Linked DNA regions of Rattus norvegicus: region 1 is linked to region 2. The links are chromatin contacts, called in public Hi-C maps. All regions are on one chromosome and are shown on one strand. Each heading gives the region's core, a stretch centred on a gene start, on an enhancer-like site or on the middle of the called end of the contact. The rest is flanking DNA. Distances are from core to core; before and after follow the strand shown. Region 1 holds the start of Hectd3 (HECT domain E3 ubiquitin protein ligase 3). Region 2 holds the start of Hpdl (4-hydroxyphenylpyruvate dioxygenase-like).

Region 1 (5,800 bases), core at 1,936-4,435, 180 kb before region 2:
TGGGATCTGATGCCCTCTTCTGGTGTGTCTGAAGACGGCTACAGTGTACTCATATACATAAAATACATAAAAATACATAAAATCTTAAAAAAAAAAAAAGAAAAGAAAACTAGGCAAATAGCCCAATGTCCTGAGAAGTACTATAGGCCCAGTCTCACCTTAATCTCACTGAAGGTGCCCAGTGTGTGGTCCCATGCAGGTACTAGGTGGTGCAGGACACTGTCCAGGATTTTGATGAATCTGTGGTAGGGTGGTAATATAAAGAGTTTGGCATGAATGTAAGACCCCAGTCTCTAATCCGCAGGGACAGAAGCGAGGCTCAGGAGGTGCTCTGGGCCTCGAAGCAGAATGATTTATTTTACCAGACTTTGGGGCCTCCTCCATGCAGATTCCCAAGGCTTAGGGAAGGAAGAGAGGCCTGCAGGGCCAGGACCCTACCTACCTCTGCAGAAGGACAGCTCTGCGGTACAGCACTTCAGGGTCAGTGCCTTCCAGGCGTGGATATCGCACCAGACTGGCCGGCTGGAACAGGTCTGCATTCAGCCCTAGCTCCCGCTGTCTAGATGACTTGATCTTGACCCCTCGAAGACGAACATCTATCCCATCATCTGAGGATGGGTGGGGTCAGAACACGGCCATTTACTGTGCCTGCTGCTTGCTGGGCCCTCAGACCTGGGAATGGCTCCCAACAGTGGGCATTCTGTCACTGTCAGCCACAGAAGTTTCAGAGATTCTACTGTGATTCACACACACACACACACACACACACACACACACACACACACACTCATTCCATCTCTATGCTGCTAGGATGCTTGTGGAGCCCAACCAGCTCCTTTCTAGATGAGCCCAACTACCTCTATGGCTTTAAGGTTGGCTTACACCTAGCACCGTATACTATCTCTGATGCCGTAGCTTTACCCTAACTCCAAGTCTATCCATTCCCTTCTCTCCACGCTATCAGGCTGTCCTCACCCACATCCCGGGGACTCCTTATAGCCCTGAGCCCTACCTCGACACTCAACGATTCGGATCTCAATGACTGGAAGGTGGACGGTCATGTCCTCTAATACACAGACATCCCCGATCAGGGTCCTAGGAGACAGGCATAAAGCAGTTCAGATATTTGCTGCCTCAGGCTTCAGGAACTTCTAGGGCTCCATTCAAGCTGAGCATGGCCCCACTGTTAACATCGTGTCCCACCTCCCACTCCAGGGAGTCCTGCTCACTCGTCAATGTTCACGTCACTCAGCTTCTTCAGGTTGTCCCCTTCACCCCCATAGACCACAACCCGCTTCGGCATGAAGTTGTCATCTGTGGTATCCACTGTGAGTAGCAGCTTCCTGAGGACTCAGAGTATGTATCTGAGTGAGTCTCTAGGCACCCATAGCACATGGCTCACCCACCCTGTCACGCCCAGAGCCTACTCACTTGACAATTGTGCCTTTCTTCATGGTAAGCCGTACCCAGTGTTGGCACTGGGACCCATCGCTCTCCCAGTAGGTATCTGCATTACTATCTGTCAGGCAGGATACATTGAACTCCTCCTAAGGTAGGGGCGGAGAGGTGGAATCACACTGGGCATGCGTTTTGGGCTAGGGAACAGAAACAGTAGAGTTGGAGTGGGTGTAGGGTAGAAAAGCTGTCTGGGGTTCCTTAAAGGGGTTCCAAGGGTAGTGGGACTAAGTATGGCCTATGGGGATGATGGTGTGGTCCTAGTTTGGTGATAGGAGTTCTGGACCTAGCACTGAGGGATGTGACTGTATCTAGGCACAGGAGGAGTCCCAGCACCCACCGTATAGGAAGAAACATCTATGCTCTCCACATACTGCTTCACGCTACCCAGGTTCTCATCTTCTTTGCCCAGGTGGTCATATAAGAAGTGGATCAGGTCTTCGTCGCACTCATATGTCCACGTTGGTGGTACATAGCTAAACAACCCAAACCCCTAATTAAGTTGGGTTCAGTCCCTGATCCCTCCTCTCCCACCCCATTCCAGATAACTCACAGTAGTCTTTGTACAGCTTCTGTGTATGCCTCTGCTGGCTGAGGCCTGGAGCCCAGGCGATGTGAGTACGTCAGGTCCACCACCTGTTCCCATCTGTGGGGCACAGAGTGGAGTAAATGAGGAGGGAGGCACAGGCAACAGAAACCACCTTAGGATCTGGAGCCTTCTCGAGTTCTAGCTCCAAGCCTCTAGAAGCCTCATCCTCCTTCAGGTCTCATCTCTGCCAGTTCTTACTCCCACCCAAAACTCTCTCACAACCTAAGGTTTAGATTTTGGTTGTGTTTCCAACCCCGCCTCCCCTCACACCCCCCCCGCATCCGCCAGACGCCAAATCGCGTTCCTTCAGTTGCAGGACCTGAGCACCGGCCGGTAGTCCACGCCAAATAGCTGCTGCTGCCGTTGCAGGTGGTCTGGAGTGTCGATAGGTACAAGGCGGGCTCCGCCCTCCGCTGGGCGACACACTAGAAGCCAGCCTTCGTCCAAACTACAGTCACTCAGGTGTTCAGCCAGCTGCTCCTGCAGGGACGCGCCAGATGGAGATAGCCGTCAGGGGACAGAAATCAGCTCAATTGCTCGCCCAGCCCAACCCAGGGCAAAGAGCACGGAAAGCAATGCCAGCTCACTATGGGATAAGGGGGCGGAACAACCAGAGCTTTGGCTAGATCCAGGGGGTCTTTTGTGGGGTCCCGGCCAGCCCGGGCGCACCTTGGTTAACTTCACCCAGAGCCCGTGGCCGTTGCACAGCTCCTCGCCGGTGGTGCGTACGCAGGCGCCTCGCCGAAGCTCGATACTGTCACGGGCGGCGCGCAGCGGTCCCGAGCCTGTGCCCGGGGCAGGGCCCGCAGCACCCACACGAAGTCCCAGGCCCTCTGCCTCCCACACAGGCAGCAGCACGCGCGAGGGTCCCGCTGGGTCCTTGTAAAGCTTGTAGAGCACCTCTCGCGGCACGAAAGCCAGCGCCGCAGGCAGTGGCAGCCCGGCCCGGAGGCTCCGCGCCGCCTCGGCCAGGAAGCGCACGCGACCCAGGAGCTGTCGCGGGGACTCAAGCGCTGCGCCGGGGCCCGGGCCGGCCATAGTGAAGCCCGTGAAGTGAGACTCGTCCAGGGAAACCCTGCCCCGCCGCAGCCCGGGGACTGCAAGCAGAGCTTCCCACCACACCCTGCCCCACCTCACACCCTACTTTACCGTATGTTTTGGATTAAATGCACAACCTATTGCTACCAAATTTGTCAGGTGTACTCTGATAGTCCCTATTTTGTGACTCGCTCCCCTCACCACCCCTTCCGCCCTGACCCTGGCTTATCAAATCAGACTCAAAACTAGATTCTTAAGGTAAGGTCTCATTATGTAGCCCAGGCTGATCTCGAGCTCGCGATCCTCTAACTAGAGCTAGTGCTACTACCCTTGTTCAAGCCTTTATTCCATCTACTCTGATGCTTTGGCCTCATGTTTTTCTCTCCCTGTCCCTAACAAACATTACATTTGAAGGAATCTTTTTGTTGTGTTGTACTGTTTTGTTGAGACAGGGTTTCTCTGTGTAGCTTTGATTGTACTGGAACTCACTTTGTAGACCAGATTGACCTCAAACTTAAAAGATCCTCGCACCTCTACCATCCGACTGCTGGGATTAAAAGCGTGAGCTACCACACCAGACTTGAGAAATCTCATAAAAATTGCTCAACTATCTGTCTTAGGGGGCGCATGACTGACTAAATGTTCAGTCACTGACAGAAATGTATAAATCACTCTGGATGGACGCTATTTGTTGCTTCTAATTCCAGAAGACTAATAATCATTGCCCACTTAAATGTGATTGTCAAGTTTTGGTTTAAACGATTGGTAGAGCAGTCCCTGTCTTGAGCAGCACTCTATCATTCCTACAAATTGGTTAGTAATGTACATGTGGACTCTAAAATCTTCGGCTCCTTTACAACCTTCTGCACCGTTCATTTGCCAAACAACATTGTTAGACTTATGAACGGGAGTGAGAGCGAGGCCTGTGCTAAGTCTTCAGTATTTCTAGACCACAGATGAGAAAAGTTTAAATTTTCCTTTGGGTCATTTGTTACTGCGTCGCCACAGTGGACTTTACGGTGAAAAATTGATGGGGTCCTACGGGCAGCGGGGAAGGCAGCCCCACAGCTGTCACTGGTCTGGTCACGTGGTTCTCAATATGGCGCCGCCCGTGGTTCTCTTCAGGAAGGGGCGGGGCCTGGACTGTAGGGGCGGAGACTCAGATTAAAGCGGTGACCGCTCAGTTACTGTTTACCATGGAGGCGAACGGCTTGGGGTGAGTTTTCTGTTGCACGCGCTGTAGCTACGTTGCTTTCCGATCCGAGTCTTCCAATTCAGGGATATGTCCTTAAACTCTTATTTTTCTGGAGATCTCCAAGCACCAACCCAAGTCGCGGAGATTCCATATCTTCCAATCATGGAACGGAACCTTTTCGTTCCCTGCCCCCCCCCCCCCCCTCTTCCCGCAATCTCCATTCCACGGACTACTTTGCGGGACTGCATTCCAAGACTTCCTTTCTAGGTGACTCAGAACTAACTAGCACCTGGGACCATCAGCTTTGATCCTTTCTCTCTTGGTTTGGGGACCTCAGCTTCAGAAGCTTGCCTGAAATTAACTCCCTTTCCCCAAACTTCCTTACTGGATTTTCTTTCCACTTCCCTAGTACCTCCAGTTTCTTTGAGTTTGGGAAAGTGGACAAATGTGTAGGAAAGAGGCCCTAGTGGGGCCCTTCTCCTGGAAACTTGTGTGCAACTTGATAGAGGGGAGGAGCTGTGGGTGGGGAGCCATGGTTTGCAAGCAGGCCTGGAGGAGGCAGATAGCGGCCTGACTGAACCCACGCCTTCCCCAAACCACGGTCTAGCATAATGACATTTACTCCTACCTGTACATTCCATCTCATCCGCAGACTCCAGAATTTCCCGGAGCTGAAGAATGACACGTTCTTGAGAGCAGCCTGGGGAGAGGAAACAGACTATACTCCTGTTTGGTGCATGAGACAAGCAGGCCGCTACTTACCAGGTCAGGGGTAAAGGTGTGGTCTAGATAAAACCTGAAAATCTAGTTGGTGAAATTCTTCAGGGGAAGATGGTAACTTTGGAAGACCTCATGGTTGAGTCCTGTTCTCCATCTCCTCTTGTAGAGTTTAGGGAAACCAGGGCTGCCCAGGACTTCTTCAGCACCTGTCGATCTCCTGAGGCTTGCTGTGAACTGACTCTGCAGGTGAGGGCCTCACAAATGAGGGTGGGGTTTATGCCCTCAGTGGGTGGCCTTACTAACCTATTTGCTATTCCCTGCAGCCACTGCGAAGGTTTCCTCTGGATGCTGCTATAATTTTCTCTGACATCCTTGTTGTACCCCAGGTACTCAATCCTAATCCTGGAATGTGGGCTTTAAAAAAGGGGGAGAGAGGAATGCACTTATTGCAAATCCTCTGTCCTATCAGGTTTCAAGATAATTTCAGAAGTGGGAAGAGGAAAACACTAGGAATGGAGTTTACAGGGGGTTCAGCCTTTTCTTTGTTGCATGTGTTGAACAGAACCCTTCCCTCTGAGTTCCAGGTTGTGTACCCAGATATTTTATCCCCCTTAAGGCACTGGGCATGGAGGTGACCATGGTACCTGGCAAAGGACCCAGCTTTCCAGAGCCATTAAGAGAAGAGCGGGACTTAGAGCGTCTACGGGATCCAGCAGCAGTGGCTTCAGAGTTAGGCTATGTGTTCCAAGCCATCACCCTTACCCGACAACAGCTGGCTGGACGTGTGCCACTGATTGGCTTTG
Region 2 (6,113 bases), core at 2,994-5,493:
CCACCAAACCTGAGCTGCAGCCCAGAACACACAGTGGTCAACCAGAATTTCTGGACGTTGTCTTCCACTTCCCACCTGTCTGTGACACACAGGTGCCGGCACATACATGTGGAGCCGTATTTCGTGCCTGGCACCCGTGATCCTAGTGTTGGAAGGCTGAGCTAGGAAGACTGACAGGAAGTTGAGGTCAGTCTGGGCTACAGAGTTAGACCCTGTTTCAAAGAAACAATAAACACAGGATATTGTTCAAGCGTGTGGCTACCACCACACAACTGAAACTGTACTCCTAAGATCCCAACTCCATATTTCTCCTCCTCCGCCACCATTCATCTGTATCTATGATGGTAACAACTTCAGAATAGACCTCATGTAAGTGGAATTGTACAGTATTTGACTCTCTATTTTAGTTTTGTTGTTTGGGGTATTAATCCAGGGCTTCTAGTATGCTAGGGAGCCTTGGAGCTATACCAAGGTAAAGCCTGCTTTCTTTTCTCCCCTCCCTCCTGCCTGGCTCCTTTCACTTGGGGCCTGTTCCAAAAGTGAAGAAGTCAGGGATGTTTCTCTCCTGGCTTTAATATTCTTACTCCCATCTAACTATACACTTTTAAAAGTTAAATTGGGGGGCTGGAGAGATGGCTCAGCAGATATGAGTACTGACTGCTCTTCCAGAGGTCCTGAGTTCAATTCCCAGCAACCACACGGTGGCTCACAACCATCTGTAATGGGATCTGACACCCTCTTCTGGTGTATCTGAAGACAGCTACAGTGTACTCTATATAAAATAAATAAACCTTAAGAAAAGAAAAGTTAAATTGGGCTGGGCGGTGGTGGCCCACGCCCTTAATCCCAGCACTCAGGAGACAGAAGCAGGTGGATCTCTGATTTCAAGGCCAGCCTGGTTACAGAGCCAGTTCCAGGACAGCGGGGCTACACAAAGAAACCCTGTCTCGAGAAACAAAACAACAAAAACCCAGTCAGTTGGGGCTGGGGATGTAAGCCCAGCTTGTGGCATGCTTGCCTAGCACGCATCCAGTCTTAGGTTCCATGTTCCATTCCCAGCATTTCATAAACCAAATGCGGTGCACACATATAATCCCAGCACTCTGGAGGTAGGAGGATCTTCAGTAACAGCGATCTCAGTTACAAACGGATTAGAGACCAGTCTGGGCTACATGAGATTTGTACATTTTGTCATTGTTGCTTTAATTCGTTAGTAAATACGTATGGTCTGTGTATATGCACAACTTGAAAAAAAAAATTAAGGTCACCTTCCCTGAGGTTTTCCAGGGCCAACCCGCGGCAGTCAAGCGAGGGGAAAGGGGGCGGATCCAAAACTGCGGAGCCGCTTCCGGCGGAAGGGAAAGGTAAAAGAGCACTGAGAAGACTCGGGAGGTCATCAGAGTAGCCTGCTGCTGGGTGGGCCCGGGGCGCGCCGCCGGACCCGGCTGTTCGAGGCTGTGTGTCCCTGAGCAGAGGACCCGGAAGATCTAGCAAGCCGAGCGAGCTACTGCTGTCCGCCAGGTTTAGTGTCGAGACCTGCAGGCTAGGCGCTGTTCTATGACTTAGACTCCGCTCTCCACAGCCCAAGCTCTCCCCTACCTCACCTGACCTAGCGGATTTACAAGGCAGGAAGCTCCCGTAGTCCCACGACCTTGCTTCCTTGCCCGACAGCTTGCTTTCCGGTGGCGTCCTCCGTTCCGCTTCACTCTTGCTGACCCCAACACAAGTAGCCCCAGCAGGAGGGTAATCGTCATTAAGATGACATCTTTTGGAGGTTCCCCAGAGCCCTAAGTGGGTGGTGTTTTGTACACCACAGAGGACCAACATCCACAGCCACATCTACCTTCACTGTTCCTTGAAAACCCAAACTGTTAACCTGTGTCAAATACGACAATTTTTCAGGACACCACATTTCCAGCCAAACCCACCATATCCACTTAATCTTCCTAATTCTTGCAGTCTCCTTCCTAAGCACGTGGGGTGCCAAGGGCCAGTGGCCTTATTTATACTCACTTTTCTGTACTTGGAGACCTTGAAAGCAAAGGCTTGGAGGGTATAGATTATAGAGCCCTGAGTATAAAACTCAAGGTATGAGGGATGGAGAGATGGCTCAGTGGTTAAGGGCACTGACTGCTCTTCCACAGGTCCTGAGTTCAAATCCCAGCAACAACATGGTGGCTCACAACCATCTGTAATGGGATCTGATGCTCTCTTCTGGTGTGTCTGAAGACAGTTACTATGTACTTATATAAAGTAAATAAATCTTTAAAAAAAACAAACAAACAAACAAAACAAAACCATCATCCCAGTATTCACAGCAGTATTTTCAGGTCTCAGAATCCACCAAAACCAGGGCCTTCCTACATGGTCCTACAATGTCCTGGCATTGAGGCTACAGTCTTTCTGTGACCCTCTTGGTTGTGTCAGCCACTTCAGTCCAGTCCTACATAACCAGGTTCACGTGTTACAGCCTTATCCATTTGCTAGGTTTCCATTCCTCAGCTGTATCTGCCTGAAAAACGAAAATGAGCACAATCTAGGATTTAGTACTAGGGGTATTTCCTCTTCCATTTTATCATTCACTATCACCCTCACTAGGAAGCAGGGTTAAATTCAAGAAAACTGTAAGGCTGGGCTGTAACTAGGACACGCCCTCCCTAAGGCAGTCCCCTTCCTTTCCACAGAGGTTCAAGTCTAGCAATGAAGGCAGATGAAGCTGAGGTCTCTGGGGTATGGGAGAAGAAAGGACCTGGGGCTAGAAAGCAAATCGATGGCTGAGTATTTATCTAACATCCACAGTGCTCTGAGTTCAATCCCTAGGGAGGAGGGAACCAGGTATTAATGCTATCCAAAACTCCCCAAAAGGAGTCATAGCATGTTCTGGGCCATTATCAGAGCTGCTCCTTGACTTGGCTGCCTTTGACCCAAGTCAACGCAGTCTATGCCCACTCCATGTCTCCAAAGACGTCATGCAACACCTTCTGGGAAGTAACGCTGACATTGTGTAATGAAAATAAGACAACAGTTACAGCTACAATTGATTGGACACTTATAGTGTCTCAACCACAGCAATCTGGGTTACAGGTGACAAGTAGTTAAGTGCCTGTGCGAGACCCTAGATATTGATCCTTAGCCTTGGAGTGAGGGAAATCCTGTTTTTGTAGATAAGGAAACTTTGAGAAATTATCCAACATGACCAAAGTCCTGTGAGATGTTAGCGATAGATTTCTAACCCAGGTCTACTTAGCTCTGGAATCCATATTCTCCTGATCACTGGTCAGAGGAAGAGGTGTTGATCTCCTGCTTGCAATCCTGAACACCTTGACAAGCCTCCTTGTCTAAGTCTAGTCCCCTAGCCTTCTCTCACTGCCTGACCAAGGAATTTCTGGGCATGGTGACCTTCCCAAATGTCTTCTCAGCACAATTGTTCCGAGTCTGGCTTGCATCTTCTCTGAGGTTTTCTTTCACGTTTCAACGTCCTCTATCTAACCTTGCTTCAAGGACCTTCCAGCTCAGGTCCCACAAGACTTCCCGTTTCCTCATTCTAGTGATCTCACACATCTTGAGTTCCCCAGGCTGATATCTTTAGGAAGTCCCGAGCTGTTCTTGGAGGCCTATTAAGGCGAGGAGCAATAATTCCTGACAGAAAGAATAAACAAAACACGACAGCAGCGTTTTAGTAGTTTTCTAACCCCTCCAAATCTCACTTAGACTTAGAAGGAGAATTGACGAGTCAGGTGAAGTGGGGATTGCCAGACGGAGATGTAAATGCTTGCTTTTCTATCAATTTCTCCACCCCGTTTAGGGATTGAAAATCTGTAACTGAAAATATTTTAATATTAAAAATAAAAAGTAAAACGTTAACAGAGCCTGGACTTGAACGCAAACTTTGGAATTGTAAAGAAAAAGCACCAGGCCAAGAATATTCACCGTTTGTAGAGAAAGGATTGGGGCTCCTCCCCCACCAGGGCAGTCCTTAGCTCTGAGGTCGCGAGAAGAGTGCGCCTGGCACAGAGTGAAGGTGGCTATTGTGACTTTCCGGGCCCCCGGAAGGGGTGGCTCATTGCCCAAGGGTGTGACCTGGTCCAAGGCCCTGGGAAGGAACTGCCCTTCGTCCCCGCTGTACTCCGGGAGACAGGTCCTGGGCGGGAGGGAGTGTGAAAGGCGGAGTCTCAGGCTCCACCCAGACCTCCTCGTCCGCCCCGCACAGCGTCCGCGTGGTTCTCATACAATTCACCCCACAGAACCTGTGGTCCTCGGCCGGCTTCTGGTTGAAGTGGCGCTGCAGCAAGGATAAGTCCCCCAAAGTTTGACTTCGTGACCTCTGTTCGTAGTCTCAGAAAAGACTAAAGAACGCGCTCTTCGGATAGACCAGGACTCCGTCGGCTTCCAACAATTAATCCTGGAGCAAGAGTCTTTGAATTCTAAACGGGTGAGCGGCCCCAGAAGAACAGATCCGGGTGGCCGGCAATTGGGCTCGCCATGGCTGCGCCCGCCCGCCGTCTGTGTCACATCGCCTTCCATGTGCCGGCTGGGCAGCCCCTAGCGAGAGACTTACAACGCATCTTCGGCTTCCAGCCCCTGGCTGTGCGGGAAGCAGGCGGCTGGAGACAGCTGGCCCTGCGCAGCGGGGACGCTGTCTTTCTAGTGAATGAGGGTACCGGGCCGCGGGAGCCACTGTATGGCCTGGACCCTCATCACTCGGTGCCCAGCGCAACGAACCTGTGCTTCGACGTGGAGGATGTGGACCGCGCCGCCCGGGCACTGGCGGCTCGCGGCTGCATCATGCCGGTACCACCCACTAGGGTGAGAGATGCACAGGGCACAGCCACCTACACAGTGGTCAGCTCTCCGGCTGGTAATCTAAGCCTTACCTTGCTGCAGCGTGCTGGCTATCGAGGATCTTTCCTGCCCGGGTTCAGACCTCTGCCTTGCACTCCTGGCCCGGGCTGGGTCAGCCACGTGGACCACTTGACCTTGGCCTGCACCTCAGGCAGCTCCCCTACACTTATGCGTTGGTTCCACAACTGCCTAGGGTTTCATCATTTACCGCTGAGCCCAGGTGAGGATCCGGAGCTGGGCCTCAAGGTGGCTGTAGGGTCTGGGCGAGGGGGACTGCGGCTTACTGCCTTGCAGACTCTGCCAAATAGTACTGTCCCCACCCTTGTGCTGGCAGAGTCCCTCCCGGGACTCACCAGCGAACAGGACCAGGTAGAACAATTTCTAACCCGGCACGGAGGGCCAGGCCTGCAGCACGTAGGACTGTACACTCCTAACATCATAGATGCTTCTGAAGGAATGGCGAAGGCGGGAGGCCGGCTCCTGACTCCTCCTGAAGCTTATTACCAGCAGCCCGGCAAAGAGGAACAAATCTTAGCCTCAGGGCACAAGCCTAGCTTTCTAGAACGGCAGGGAATCCTGCTAGATGGAGATAAAGATGAGTTTTTGCTTCAAGTCTTCACCAAGTCCCTCTTTGATGAGGACACTTTCTTCCTGGAACTGATTGAGAGACAGGGGGCCACAGGCTTTGGCCAGAACAACATTCGTGCACTATGGCAGTCGGTGCAAGAGGAAGCTGCCAGGGCTCAGGGAACCTAACCCCAGCTAGAAATGGGAGTTGCCACTTGTCCTTGGTGCTCTGAGGAGTCCAGCACAGGCCTGCTGGAACTGACACATCCCGCAGGACCACACCTCCACAGAATTACACCCAAATAAAGGCTATCATTCCCTCAGGGGCAGGGTGATCTCATCCCAAGCAGTCCCTGAGATGGGATTTAAAATAGTAACAACCCCTAAAATGGCTAACACGTTTAGGTAATGTAAATAAAGGAACAGGCCATAGGACACAACCTGGATCCTGAGCCTCTGTGTGTGTGTCTTCTTCCTGCATTTCTCTCCCAGCCACCCTGCAAGTTTGGCGACTGTCGGTCCTTTTGCTTCTGACGTTTCATTACACGTGATATGTACCCTGAGTGAATGATTCTGTTTGTGAGGAATGAATACAAATCTCCCTTTGTGCTGACCTCCCTAGGGAGCACCTGTTGCAGGTGCAGACTAATAGACCAGCATTAGCCCAACTGCCTGTGAGGGTGATGCTCAGTGCCAATCAGAGC

Evidence for each region. A called contact is a pair of places that touch in the nucleus more often than the background predicts.
Region 1: a contact with region 2 is called in a Hi-C map of liver, with 3 times the contacts expected there. The contact joins the promoter of Hectd3 here to the promoter of Hpdl in region 2. A contact is called at or near these places in 12 of 12 Hi-C or Micro-C datasets (the A7r5 cell line, the Rat2 cell line, Schwann cells and 7 more) and 1 of 1 datasets of contacts at active chromatin or transcription factors (oligodendrocytes).

What each region holds. Positions count from the first base shown.
Region 1 is chr5:135,703,822-135,709,621 of GRCr8, reverse strand. It overlaps Hectd3 (HECT domain E3 ubiquitin protein ligase 3), which reads right to left and starts at 3,185. Exons shown (of 21, transcript NM_001399212.1): 1 at 2,714-3,185; 2 at 2,364-2,524; 3 at 2,009-2,101; 4 at 1,796-1,931; 5 at 1,432-1,547; 6 at 1,230-1,343; 7 at 1,013-1,095; 8 at 443-608; 9 at 159-240. The coding sequence starts at 3,082. It overlaps Urod (uroporphyrinogen decarboxylase), which reads left to right and starts at 4,242. Exons shown (of 10, transcript NM_019209.1): 1 at 4,242-4,298; 2 at 4,930-5,042; 3 at 5,164-5,243; 4 at 5,321-5,383; 5 at 5,614-5,800. The coding sequence starts at 4,279.
Region 2 is chr5:135,522,994-135,529,106 of GRCr8, reverse strand. Hpdl (4-hydroxyphenylpyruvate dioxygenase-like) reads left to right here and starts at 4,243. Exons shown (of 1, transcript NM_001014068.1): 1 at 4,243-5,849. The coding sequence starts at 4,483. The coding sequence ends at 5,598.